2 separate regions of the Rattus norvegicus genome follow, and region 2 is linked to region 1. Evidence: chromatin contacts called from public Hi-C data. All regions are on one chromosome and are shown on one strand. Each heading gives the region's core, a stretch centred on a gene start, on an enhancer-like site or on the middle of the called end of the contact. The rest is flanking DNA. Distances are from core to core; before and after follow the strand shown.

Evidence for each region. Hi-C and Micro-C count contacts between places; a contact is called where the count stands out from the background.
Region 2: a contact with region 1 is called in a Hi-C map of liver, with 5 times the contacts expected there. The contact joins the enhancer-like site here to the promoter of LOC120098583 in region 1. A contact is called at or near these places in 2 of 12 Hi-C or Micro-C datasets (kidney and liver).

What each region holds. Positions count from the first base shown.
Region 1 is chr19:38,486,529-38,493,935 of GRCr8, reverse strand. It overlaps LOC120098583, which reads right to left and starts at 3,213. Exons shown (of 4, transcript XM_063278861.1): 1 at 3,118-3,213; 2 at 2,612-2,822. The coding sequence starts at 3,169.
Region 2 is chr19:38,535,058-38,542,560 of GRCr8, reverse strand. No RefSeq gene overlaps it. Among named protein-coding and RNA genes, the nearest start is that of Cesl1, 57 kb to the left of the region's middle. Within about 2 kb of position 1,855, at least 3 of the 93 cell types and tissues checked have an H3K27ac peak or open chromatin away from gene starts, as enhancers often do. A contact at or near this core is called in liver, where this site is marked.

The DNA.
Region 1 (7,407 bases), core at 1,964-4,463:
TTTCCTGCTCTGGCCCCAAGATAAGGTCCAACATCTTCCTGTTTCAGCAGTCACTATTGACTCCTTGATAAAGGCTTCTAAAGATTCAATGTAGCATGGCAGTGAGAGCATGGTTCTCCTTGTATATGAAGCCATGTAAGGGTCAGTTCAACTTCAGGCATGTTTTATTATTTTTGTTTTACAGATGAGGAATTGGAGGCACAGAGGGGTTTGACAGCTGGCCCAAGGTTACAGAGCCGGGAAGATTTTGTTAGGTAGTGGTTATACTTCAAGCAGATTTTAAGCAACATTCCAGGTCTCTTTGTAAAGAGAAGGCTGCAATCAGCATCCCTGGTGTGTAGAAGTGATGCTGTGTAGGGCCAGCCTGGCACAGACCACATCAAACTCTTTGCCTAAATCTCTGCCCTGGGTCATTTTCCCCACATCACTGAGAGCACCGCATGAAATTCATAAAAACATAAATTCACATGTCAAAGGTGGGTAGAAAAATTTAGGTTCACTAATGTTTTTAAAAACTGAACTATAGAAACCAAGGTCCTATTCATCATTGTTAAGGTCTCAATTTGTTTATCCAGCGCACACAGGAAAAATTCATCAAGTAAGCCAAGGCAAGGGTCAAAGCCCAGGGATGGAAGTTTTTATGTTTCCATGGGACAATTGGGCAGAGTTCGGTTGTTTATAGAGACAAAGGTACCCAAATTTCATATTTTTGAATCAGCAATGTTACCTTTGAAAATTTATCCCAAATCATTTATGGTTGTATGTAATGAATCCATCAGAATTTTGTTTATAGTCAAGAAAACCAAATTACTTCAGTCAATCCAAATAGAAGATTGGGTAAATAAATAATACCTTAGGACCCAATTATGCACAGTTAATAAATACTAAGATTATATGTATATGCACATATTTGTAGATATAGTCTTACTATTTATTATTTATTATATTAATTATTATATACAATTGCTATTATATTAAATATTATAATATAAAATATATATTGTCATACCATATATATATACCATATATATGCATAATATGTATATTATATATATGATGTGAAAGGATGCCGATGCATATGAATGTGCCAGGCTGCCACCCACATTTTGTATTTATGATCTCTGTTTAATGGAGGATTTACACAGAAGAAGGCCCTGAAAACATGATCTTAATTATTAATAGCAGTTCTCTCTGAGCTGTTGAATTGCATACGATTTTAACTCTCTTTCACTGTGTGTGTGTGTGTGTGTGCATGTGTGTGTATGTGTGTTTAACTTTTGGAGATAGTAGTGTCTCGCTTTGCAAGCATAATATAAACACAGCACATAACAGATACTATTTGTAGGTGAAAGGCATGGAATGGTAAGAAGACAGCCAGGAACAGAATTCTGGGAAACTCCTAGAGGAACCTTGGGGAGGACACAAATGTTGTCTGATCTGATATTTGTAGGTGTTTGAGGTTCTCTGAGGTGGTCTTGAGGCCATCTGGAATTCTTGGCTTGTTCACTCAGTTGCCAAGGGTGATGTAACACGCCCTTGAAAATTGCTTGTGAATAGATAGCTCGGTAGATCTGGGTGTGAGAACTTGCAGTCATCTCTACTATTCTCTTCACCCATAAATTCACACCCACCAGACTCCTAAGCAACACTAAGGTTAAAATCACAATGACACAGCATCTGTCTTCTCAGCTCCCTCACCTGATCAATTTCTATTTTCTAAAGCATTTACAATATTCTAGTAAATAATAGACGTGGTATGCTAATCCGCAGATTTCTTATTTTCTCTTTCCATCCAACAGGATAAAAGATTCATCAAATATAGATTTGTTTGCGTTACTGGTTTCTGAAAACCTAGAACATCACTGGTTCACTACAGGTGCTGAATAAGTTTGTGCTAAATAAAGGGTTTGGAAAACTACGAAAATACTTAGTAACTAGCGCATCTCTAAGGACCCATGATGTTCTTAGGGATGCCAGGGATTGCTGTTAATATAGCTAGTCAGAGGATTGCCTAGTCTCCCTCAGGCATCACTGTGGAATAGGTACACCTATCTCACACACAACCTTTGGATCTGCTGCTGTGTACTGTAACGCTAAGTACTGGCTCTGGTTGCCTCAGGGAAGAGCAAAATCTCAGGTACACCAAGTGATGCTATGGAACTTTGTCCCCCATGTTATCCTTGGTTGGTCAATAAAGATGCCTTCAGCCTATAGCTGGGAAGAGGAGAGGTAGGCAACGTTTCAGCTCCTGGGCTTGGGGTCTGAGACAGGACCACGGGAGGGAGGAGAGAAGGGAAAGAGAGGATAAGACACAACTGGATAGGTGAATCATAAAAATGTGGCCATGAGTGCTGGCCAATTGGTGTAAGAGAGGCCCAGGAGGAACATGGCAAATTATATCTCAGGGTTATTGATACGGAGGTAGACAAAATAGCTTAGAGATTAGATATCTACCTAGTTTTAGTGCTTTAAAATCTTACTATGAATGTAAAGGTTGTATGTCTTTTATCTGGGAACTAAGTGTTCTAAGGCATTGTAGAAACCCCCAACTAACACTACTTATTTACCACAACACATACCCACGGAAACAGTCCCCACCCCAGTGGCTCACATTGGCGGGTAGGAGGTGGTGTTCTTCATGAAGCTCCAGGGCTCTGCAGGCTCTGGTGGAGCAAACCTCAGAGATCCAAGAGGAGGCTTGGCAAAAGGGACTCCCAGGAAGATGGCCACAGGCTGTGTAAATCCTTCTAAGCTGACATACTTCCCCAGGACTTTGCCTTTCGTGGTGTCCACCACTGGTGGTGAGGATGGGTGTCCTGATGCTCAAGAAAACATAAGGACACATTAGAGGGGAAAGATACAACCTGGATTCCTGGTTGGTTTGGTCATTTTTAGGCTTGTGTCATTAATAGTCACCTGAATCTTCTAAGGTCTCATTTCCTTCTGACATTAAAGAGAGGGCCAACTAAACAGTAATCTGTTTGGAGGTATAAAAGTAGCCAGCCAGTATAAGGGTTATTGTCCTGGTTTGTACCTTCCCTGAATATATTTCACCTACTTCATAGAGGGTACATTTCCAAATATGCAACCAAATGTTTGTAATCCAGAAGAACTTACCCCAAATTGGGCAAGCAGCAAGAGAAGCCCAGACCAGAACACAGAGCCACATAGCAGAAGAATAAGAGCTCTTGGAGACAGGGAGGTGTCTACTGCTCAAATAGAAAGGCTTGTACCTGCCTCTTTGTTGTGGACCCACCTCTAGACCAATTAGCATAATTACATAAAACTCTCCCTCCTTCAAAGAGCTCCCCAGTGTTTGTTAGGACTTCCAAGTCACACCCACTAAGAGTTTACTCTTCTTTATCTTTAAAGACACTACCCACTCCGTGATACCCAGCCAACCTCTTACGCAAACTTTTCTAATCGAAATTCTCAGTGCACCTTGAACTTCCCAAGACAGGTCAGCAAGCAGATGCTTGCAGTCAGGACGAAGCTTTGGTTTAGGATTCTTACCACAAGTCAGACAGTTAAGAGCATTTCACATCCCCAGTGTTGCTTGGCCGGGAACTTTGCACACTTCCCAGCTTCCATGGACTGCCATTTCCTAGAAGTCAGGCTCTCAAGATCAGAAGTTTTCTAAACTCAATCTTCAGCCAACACTTTTTTCTGATGCCAACAATTCCTGCCAGGTAGCCTCTGTGTTAATGATCTCACTGCTTTCGGAGCAGGGATGTTTAGACAGAATGTTTGTATTGGTTACTTCTGGTTGCTGTGATGAAACATGAAGAACAAAGGCAACATCAGGAAGAGAGAGTGAGGGGTTGGGGATTTAGCTCAGCGGTAGAGCGCAGAGGGACCAGAGCCCATGATGGATGGCAGAACAGAAGCATGCTAACACATGGCAAGCAGGATGGTTGGGACGGAAGGCAGAGCTCATTATACTTAAATGTCAGCTTGCAGTAGAGAGTGAACTTGAAAGATGCGGCTTTAAATCCTTTTGAGTTTCCTCTACAAAGGCTACATCTCATAAATATCCCCAAACAGCACCACCTACTGGGGATCGGGGTGTTTGAATGCTTGAGACTATGGGAACAATTCTCACTCAAACACTACTTTGTTCTTATGGCAAAAAAACTACATTAACCACAATCCTTTGTCTAATCATCCACACATTTATCTATCTATGAATTCTTTCTTTCTCCGAGATTTTATTTTTTTTGTGCATTTTCCTGCATATCTATCTATCTCTCTATCTCCCTATCTCTCTATATCTATCTATCTATCTATCTATCTATCTATCTATCTATCTATCTATCTCTCCATGGTGGCAAGAAAAGAGAGGGCTTCAGGACATCTGGGAATAGAGTTGTAGATTGTGAACCAAATATGGGTCCTGGAAATTGAACATTGGTCCTCTAGAAAAGCAGCCATTGAGGCACATCTACAGCCCTTATCTATGAATTATTTAAAATGTCCAAAATGTTCGGCATTAAGGCCATTGGAATGTACCTAAATGGAGCAAAATAAAAGAAAAAAAAAAGAACAAACACTGATTTTTGGTTGATCTGTGGTGTTATTTCTGTTTCGCAACCCCAGCAACTGAGGAGCCTTGGAAAGAAGCATGTGCGTCTATTACAGTGCTGCTCTCTGTGGCGAAGGGTGGTGTGATTATGTTTTGCCTTGACCCTGTTTAAGAAATCAAGTCAAACACTTTTTTTGTGGGGACTGGAAAGGATAGTCTTGGTGGAAAAGTAGTGGTATCTGGAATGGGAATAGGAGAGGTAAGTAAAATGAGCCTTTTTAAAACATTCAATTGCTTGGGAATGGAGAGATTGACCCAGTGGGTGCCCTTACTGCTTTTGTATAGGGCCAAAGTTCCATTCCCAGCATCCATGCTGGGCAACTCACAACTGCATGATACTCTAGCTCCAGGGAATCTGGCATCCTCTTCTGGCTTCCAGGGGCACTTGCAAACACACACACACACACACACACACACACACACACACACACACGTGTGTGTGTGTGTGTGTGTGTGTGTGTGTGCATAAAAGATCAAATCTTTAAAAGAAATTCAGTTGTTTACAAGAAGAAAATGACAACTCATTTTATATTGTGCAACGCCAGTAAAGCAGAGGTGACTATAAGAGAGGACATGCACATACTGATGGGTCTGAGTAAGGTGCTTCTCTGGGAAGGTTGACGGAATAAAACAGTGACTAAGATCCTCCATTTGTCTCTTCCCATAACACATCAACAGTTCAGGTGTTCACATACCAAAGTCAAAGTGTTCTCATAAGTGTTCAGGAAATGTGGGGAGTCCAGACAGAGGGCTTGATTTCAGTGTGTGAAAAATAGTCTGAAGAAGACAGGTAGGGGATAAACAGCCAAACCCAAGTATCCAGAGTAGGGAGGTACCTTCCACACAGGAAGGGAGGGAGATCTAAATCCAGCCCTTAAATTTCAAGCAGTGTGTTTTTTCAACTCAGAAAATGCAAATATCTAGGAAGAGCATTGACACAAACCTTATAGATCTGAGGCAAGAACAGAGACTGCCCTAGCATGACAGAGAATGGGGATGTGGCTACCTGAGACTATCTCTCCACCAAACTTGTGATCTAAAAGCTTATAAAGACAATTTTCGAGATGAAGTGAATAAAGCTATGCTAAGGAATAAGAGGAAAATAAAAACCTGGACAGGAATAAAAGAGATGGCTCAAAAATCGCTATACAAACAAACCTAAATGGTCTAATATAAATTTGGTGCATAAAACATTCATATATTTACTATAAGAACTAAAATCAAATTAATTAGAATAAATCTTCATTAATATGTCGATGTAATCATTTGAATATGTTCGTCCCAGGGAGTGGCACTATGAGGAGGTGTGTCGTTGTTGGAGAAGGTGTGGCCTTGTTAGAGGAAGTACGTCACTGTGGGGGTGGGCTTTGAGATCCTCCCCTAGCTGTCTGGAAGATAGTCTTCTCCAGTTTGTCTTTGGAACAAGATGTAGAACTCTCAGTTCCTCCAGTGCTGTGCCTGTCTGGGTGATGTCCTGCTTTCTGCCATGGTGATATAATGGACTGAACCTTTGAACCTGTAAGCTAGCCACAATTAAATATTGTCCTTTATAAGAGTTGCCTCGGTTATGGTGTCTCTTCCTAGCAATAAAACCCTAAGGAAGACAATACATGAACAGTTTAAAGTGTGAGGAGGAATAGAGCATAGTGAGACACTTTTATGACTATATTTTTGCTTTCCTTTTGTTTGATCTTTGCTATCCATGCTGACTATATTACAAAACATATGGATATAATCAAAATCTCTATTAATAATGTTCATAGTAGCCAGAAAAGCAAAACTCTACAGTGAATGAACCATGGATAATTGATAAGAAATCAAAATGTGCCAGGTAAAATAGCACACAGAGCAGTCACACCAGCACTCCCTCCTCAGTTACCCACAGTGCTCTCTGTTAGCACCATCCCCCATACAAACTGCACTCAAACCTGTGTCAAGGCCTGCTTTCTGGGAATCAAACTCAAGACATCCTGAACATCTGTGACTCTTTTATTAACTGTCTATAAAAATTGCCATTTTTTCCTGGTGAGTTGGCCCTTTAGTCATAATTAAGGCTTCCATTTTTTTCTTCTACTGTATTAATTTATCCAATATTAATGTTGAGACCTGATTTCCTTTTGGGTATCTATGAGTTATATCTGGTGCCTTCCTTTTACTTTTAACTTATCTAGACCTCTGTGTACTTGCATTTACATTGCCTTAGAAGGAATCACTGATATACATGCAACACAGACATAGACACATAGACACATGCACATACACACACATTCACACACAGAAACAGATACAAACACACAGACACATACACACATACAGATACAGATACAGACACACAGACACATATACAGACACAGACACAGACACATACATATATATAGATACAGACACACACATACGAACACAGACACATAGACACAGACATAGACACACAGACACATGCACACATACACACACATTCACACAGAGACATAGATACAAACACACACAGACACATACACACATACAGAGACAGACACATAGACACATATACAGACACAGATACAGACACACATATAGATACAGACATATACACACATACAAACACAGACACATAGACACAGACATAGACACACAGACACATATACACTTACAGATACAGACACATAGACACATATATAGACACAGACATAGACACACAGACACACAGACACACATACACATTCATACACAGAGACATAGATACAGACACTGACACAGATATAGACATACAGACACACACACACACACACACACACACACACACACACGGTGACATGGGTATGAATGTTCCAAAAATATTGTATGCA
Region 2 (7,503 bases), core at 606-3,105, 50 kb before region 1:
ATCTTCATCTTCTTAATCATTGTCCTGACCTTATAAGGATGGGACCCCTTCCCATGGTATCTGCCTTCTAAAGCGAGGCTCCTGTCAAGACCTCTCTTCCTTTTCAGTTCCATTGAATTGACTTACAGAAATTTATCTGAAAAGAAAACACAGATAGTGACCCCAGGAGGTCAAGGTGGCAAGAAACCCTTCAGAAGTTCTAAGGACGAAGATAGAAGATGATAGGAGACTCCATCTGTAATTCCTGAATATTCATCATTGGTCAGTTTCCACACTGAGTGACTTAGTTTTCATTATACACTTTTATAAACTGGGTGGTTAATTATATATTATAGTTTTTTATTTTCTTTTTGCTATTATTTTACCTTACAAGACATAGTAACACATTTATCTTTAATTTACTATATGTTAACATATTTTCCTATTTATGAATGTGATATAAAAGCCTCCCCCTTTGAATAAATTTGTTGGAGTAAAGATTTAATGCACTTAGACAAAACTAATTATGCAAGTGATATGCAGAGATGGGAAATCACTTAAGAAGGACAGAGACAGCATTCATATTTCCATGGGGGAATAAAAAAGAAAATTAACTGCAGAACAAAGACAGGAAAGAAGGCATGGGTGTCTAGAACACTGAAGCCAAAAAGTGGCCAGAGGGTTATATAAACCCTTTGAACCAGAAATTCTTGACTACAAGTTTTCGTAGCAAACTAAGGGTGGCTTAAGTCCTAAGTCCTAGGTTGAATAGTCAGTTGCTCATCTGGCAGCCTGAGAAAAATGTTTTTTTCATGAACTAGTGGCTGCCTTTGTACAAAGTCATGATTTGTTAGAGTCTTAGGATACTCAGACCAAATGACACAGTATCCTTTCCTTTATCTCCGAGTGTTTTATTATTGGGTGCAGCTAAGGCTTTAAACAGGGAGTTCATTCAGATTCCGACAGCTCTCACACTATAAAAGCGAAGTCATGACAGCATTAAAATAAACACATGGGAGGCTTCAAAACTTTAGCTTATGTCCAGAGGGCATTGGAAGCTCTCTTAGAATTTTAGATTCTGTGCATGATGAGTCATAGAGTATGGTGTGTGAACCAGTTCCTCATCAGGAACCACCCTTAACTTAAACCCTTTCTAGGAAAGGTTAACAAAAACAAATGGTGGATTCCAAGGCAGTGGGGCGTTCTCCACCTCAGTCCACCCCTAAGTAGTCATAGGACTAACAAGCAAAGGTGGGGAAGGTCAGTACTGCGTTGCTTGTTTTTGTATAAAGCTTGTTTTAACGTGTCCTGTCCTTGCATCCATTAAAAGGAATAGGCTTGAGCTGGCTTGTGGGAGGTTGTTTGAAGCCTTCAGAGACATCTATGCTGTCATGTCCTGCCAACTTCTTAGGACTTCAGGTCACTTCTTAGAATGTTGATTTCCACATAGAAAAATCCAAGGGGGAAATAGGAATCCTCTATCAACAGCTTACATGTAAACAGAAAGTGAGGTGTCCCTCAGCTCACCTGACACAGGAACATTGGAATTATTGGGATGATCTAAGGTCAGGTATGGGTTGGTAGAATGAACGTCACTGATCACTGATGAAGAGTCGTCATACAGTAGAAACAGTGTCACCAGTTGCAGCAGGAGCAGAAAAGTTCTAGACATGGCCTCTTCTTTTTGATTTATTCTCAAATGGGGTTGAGATTTAACATGTACTGAACACAATCCATTCCTATGTTTTATGTTTTGTAAGGAAATTCCTGATAGTTTTCATAGCCCAAATGCCAGGGATGTTTGCCAGGTTTCAAAGGCCAGCCAGCTAGGGCAAAGGCAGCATCGTTAATAAGTACATGTATGTGTTGCTAAATAGTTGGGCACAGTCCTGACTTCTTTGGACAAGACTGATATTGCTTCATGTGGACAGAGATGTGGGAGAGGGTTTTACCTTTTCTCTAAAGAACAAATGTCTTTTCTGATAAGAGGGAGGACCTCAACATCTAGTCAACATTTGTCAGGGATGATCATTCTCTTGAACTGATTCCGTTTCTCTCACTAAGTACTTACTTCTGAAGGTGTTCCCACAGAAGTCCTTGCTGGGAGACAAAGAACAGGAATCTTGAGAACTTTTCTGTCACCTAGGCATTGACTCTTTATGGAACAAGGTTTCTGTCTAGCCATCTGCCCTTCTAACAGACCTATGCGACATCTACTGCCCATTCTTACTGTGAGCTTGAAGGATGTGTCCCTAATAAAACACATACTTATTAGGGAAGGGTTATGGAGACCACAGGGAAGATACTGCCACTGTCTCACTCTTCAGTGATGTATGTACTCAGCACCTTGCAAAGTTGGTTATCCTCAAACATTTGACACCAGGACATGGTGCTTGAAAATAAAGTTCTATGATCACACACATTTTTCTTATCAGTCACACTGATATTATGACACAGGGTGGACAGCCCCTTAGCCACACTGAGCCTCAATCTACTAACATGAATCACAAGGTTAATCTGAGCACTGATACCCTCCATTCCAAACACTGTCCCCAAAAACAATTGGCAAACGAACACAAAGATGCATTTTTTTTTCTAGACACTTCACGTAAGTAGACTTACACCCAGCCTTTGGCTCTTGTGACTGGATTCTTTAATTTTTCATATTTTGAAGTTCTTCTACCTTTGTAGCATGTTTCTGTGGCTCAATAGTATCCTGTACTATAGACTGTTAACCTTTATTGATTCATTTATTGGTTGATGCTTTCCCTTTTTGGCTATAATGAGTCAGGTTGTAGTTTGTGGACCAGTTTTGTATGGCCCCTGTTTTCAATTCTATAGAACTGGAATTGCCAAGTCATGTTGGAATCTATATTTATCTCCAGTGAAACTGACAGAATTCTCCAAGAGTTGCCATGATAACAGATTTATTTCTATCTTCTAGCATCTTCAGTACCATTCTTTAGTGTCTTAAAGTTTTCTCCATAAAAGTCTTTTTAGGCCTCATTGTTTATATTTTTCCCTGGGTAGTTTTAAAGCTATTATAAATGGGATATTTTTCCTGATTCTATCTCAGTGAGTTAGAATTGATATACCAAAAAATTGCTAAACCATACATATTATTAGGTTTGTATCCTATAACTCTGATAATATAACTAATTAGAACTAAGAGATTTATGATAGAGCTTTTAGGTACATTTGAGTCTAAGATTGTGTCATCTGTAAATAGGAGTAATTTGATTGCTGCATGTTAAATTTGTATCATCTTACCTTTGTCTCTTCTTACCCTTTTCTGTACAGATGAAACATCCATATTGATTGGGAGTAAAGGGAATCATTTACCATGCTTCCTTCTAGATCTTAGGGCAGATGCTTCCAATGTCTTCTCATTCAGTATAATGCTGCCTTATGGGTGTGCCCTACAGCCTTCGTTATGCTGAAATGGTCCCTTCTCTTCTTAGCAAGATAGTCTTGCACTTGGTTTTTCTGCAGCTGTCTTCAATTATTTACGTGTTGTGTTATGTTTATTGATTCAAATATGCTAAACTTGCCTCCCTCAGATTAAACAGCTTGGTTACTTATTCCTTTTAAACTGTTACTTTAAATTTATCTTTAACTATTTATTTAATTTTTTCACACAAAATGTTGTCCCCCTCTCAGCTCCTCTTCACCTTCCTATCCACCAGGGTTCATGTCACCCCCCCACCTCAAATTATTTTAGTTCTCTTTTGAAATATTTTTATTCTTTTTACTTTATGAATGTATTGACTCTACATACATGAGGAAATCCAAAGAGAGCATCAGATCCCCTGGAGTCTGAATTATAGGTGGCTGTGAGGTTGTGAGGCTGTGAGGTGGGAACGAAATCATGACCTCTGCAAGAGCAACAAATGCTCTTAACAGCTGAGCCATCTCTCTAGTCCCTTAATGTGCTTTTGAATTCAGTTGTAATTGTTTTGTTGAGAGTTTTATATTTATGGCCAATAAATACATCAGTCTATTGTTTTATCATTGTCTCATTAAGAATTTTGAGCATCAAGGTAATCATAACTTGGTAGAATGAGTTTGGTAGTGTGCCTTCGCTTTTGTTTGCAGCAAAAGTAAGCAGACGACAATGAATATGGGCGAAGGTATTTGGAAGGACAAACCATTATTCACTGTTAGTGTGTGCATATGGATGTAGCAACTGATGGAAAGGAAAATAGAGCTTCCTCAAAAATCTAAAGCAGAACTGTAAGGCCCAACTTAACCGCCCAGGGTTCTATGTCCAAAAGACTCTAAATCCTACCAAAGTGGTATCTATAGTTCCTAGTTATTGCTGTAGTATTCACAATAGCTAAAAATGAGTCAGCCCAGATGTCCAAACATCGACATTCAGAAGAAGAAGAAAATGGGACACATTTACACAATGGGATTTTATTCAACTATAAAGAAAAATGAAATCATAGAATTTCAGCAACAGTGAAAAGAAACAAAAGAACCTAGACTCAGAAAGACAAATACCACATTTTCTCTCATACATGGTTTTAGATATTAATGTTTATATTCTTGTATGTATATTGCCAATTGGTCATGAAGCTAGGAAGAGTCTATGAGAGAAAGAGATATGTGTGTGTGTGTGTGTGTGTGTGTGTGTGTGTGTGTGTGTGTGTGTGTGTGTGAAAGAGAGAGAGAGAGAAGGAGAGAGAGAGACAGAGAGAGAGACAGAGAGAGAGGAAGTTGGAGGAGGAGGGAGAGGAGGAGGAGGAATGAAAGTACAAAGGCGACTATTAGTGTGGAAAGGATGAGCTGAGAGACACAAAGGGATAAAGAAGAGTAGAAAAAGACCAATAATAACAAAATCTACATCAAACTCCATAATAAAACCCACTACTAAGGAGGCTAACTTAAAAACTATTAAAACAAAAGTACCCTGTTCATTTATATAAGGAATCTCTCCAAATTTCTCCTCTGAAAGGTTGTGAGTTCCTTGACCATGTCAGTGCATGACAGAAGGCTAGACTACTTGACAGGAATCTTATAAAGATAAAAGAAAGCAAAAAGAAAGTGATGAAATGTAAGATTTTCACCAAAATGAGATCTAAAAGTCTACCAGCAAAGAGAAGCTGGGGGGTGTGCCCTAACCTCTCTGGTGATCAACTGACTATGAGGGGCTTAATGTAAGGACCCAAGACCTAAGACTCACCTTGCTTGAAGGTGTCTGCAGAGCTGGTGCCTGGGTTTGGAAAATAAGAGAGCACTAAGGTGTGAATGTCATGCTGAGAGATGCTTACATAAGAAGTTGTTGGGCCAATTTGTGGACTCCTGCAATCTAAATGTAGAGTCCAAACAATTTAGATAAAGCAGAGTAAACTCTGGGTGGGGATGGCTTAGTGAACTCCTGAGAAATCCCATGGAGCTCTTTGGAATAGAATTGTTCTTTTCTGGTAGCATACAATCGATTGAGAGGAATTTGCTGGTAATCTCCAGGAGTGCAGCAGGATCCAGGATCCCTGTGGTCCCCTTGTCATAGGCTGGAGATCTCGCTGTCTCCCAAGCCTGTAGCCTTCTATCATGTGCCTCTATGCTCTGATCCTGGTGTTTCTTGCAGCATTCACAGCAGGGGGTAAGTTTTTATGGAATACAAATGTTCCGGTGGTGGGGGTCACATTTCAAAAGCTAATAGTGGGTAGAGTTGGGCAAAAGTGACAAACGTTTAAAGCTGTTGTGAGCTTTGATCCATAGCAGTTTTTACTGTTTAAACAAATATCCCAGACCAGCTATTGGAGTGAGTGGACATGCTGCGTCAGAGAAAGACAAACGCTGGGACTTAAGATCACATGACAGGTACAGAAGGGCAATGAGCTAGTCACACAGGGGATTAGGAAAGCCCCTTACTAACTTAACTGCTCCTTTACTGCTACTTTACATTTTGCCTGATCATGGAGGGAAGCTTGGTAGAAAGTTCAGAATCACAGCCAAATACTTCCAAACCACTTGTCTTCAGGCAAAGTACTCAGCGTGGTGATCTTGTGTCTTCCTCTCTCTACAGAAGTGGTGACAGTACCCTTCCCATTGGGTCACTGTGAGGATGCCTTAGGTGGCTCTTTCTATAGTATTTAGGGTGGGCTTAGGTGAGAAGAGGTGAGGGAAGGGGGTAGATAAATGAGAGTGCTTCTGGATGTGATGTATTCCAGGATCCACAGTTCCCACAGAGTCAGAAAAGTAACATAGGCCAACACATCAGATGAGCAAATTAAATTCATGGTTAATACAAGATTACATATTGGACCTCAGTGTTTATCTGTGAGGAGTTGAGATCCATAGGGCTGTACACACTGCAAACACCCCCTTATCCTATCTATGACTCCTGGATCCAGAGCTGGTGTTTGTCTACAAGAACACTGACAGCTTAGAACCTGCTTCGATTTTATCGTCTCAGCTAGGAGCTGAGAGCAAAGCAGAGAAGGATTTAGAATGGAGGTTTTTGTTTGGTCGGCTTCTTTTTTTTTTTTTTCTGCTGGTCATTCTATTTCCATTGTGGGGTGTGTGTGTGTGTGTGTGTGTGTGTGTGTGTGTGTGTGTGTGTGTGAGAGAGAGAGAGAGAGAGAGAGAGAGAGAGAGAGACAGGCAGACAGACAGACAGACAGACAAACAGATACAGAGAGAGAGAGCTGTTTACAAGCTCATGTTCTTGTGATAAGTGGGATTGTTTGTGATTACCTGGTAAATCTTGGAGAAATACTTAAAGGAACTGAAAAGAACCTCTAGCACACGGCTGGTTGCTCACAATGTTGATGTGTGCACATTACACACAGTGTAAGTGGCGACTACTATACCTGGCCTTGTTCATAACTCCCACCTGAGCCAAACACTTCTTATTCTGAGAAGTCTGGTTTCTACCCACTCTATTTCAGTGGGAGGTGGGTATTGATCTGATGGAGGCTATGTCTAAATCTGCTCAGACGTTGCTCCCTTCGCTTCTTCAAAACACTTGGCATTTTCTGCAACCTATACCTTTATCCCAGTCCTTCTGCAAGGCTGTGCCTTTATCCTGATGCCCTATGGTAGACATTCTTACCCTTAGCTGTGGCTGTCCCTGCGTTCTTGCTTGCAGACCTCCTATCACTTCACGGTAGCACTGGCAGAGTGGTAGCGCGCATCCCTGCCATATACACTGAACTTCAATCGCCTCTTATCATCTTTACCAGCCTTACAGCATCATCCTAGTACCTCTCACCAGTTTCTCAGTAGGATCTGCCTCTCACTGAGCCAGGTTTTTTAAAGGTGAAAATTGCTATTCATTTCCCCCATCTTTATTAAATTTGTTGTATCTTATTTACATTTCAATTGTTATTCCCTTTCCCAGTTTCCAGGCCAACATCCCCCAACCCCTCCTCCTCCCCTTCTATATGGGTGTTCCTCTCCTCATCCTCCCCCATTACTGCCCTCCCCCCAATAATCCTGTTCACTGGGGGTTCAGTCTTGACAGGATCAAGGGCTTCCCCTTCCACTGGTGCCCTTGCTAGGCTATTCATTGCTACC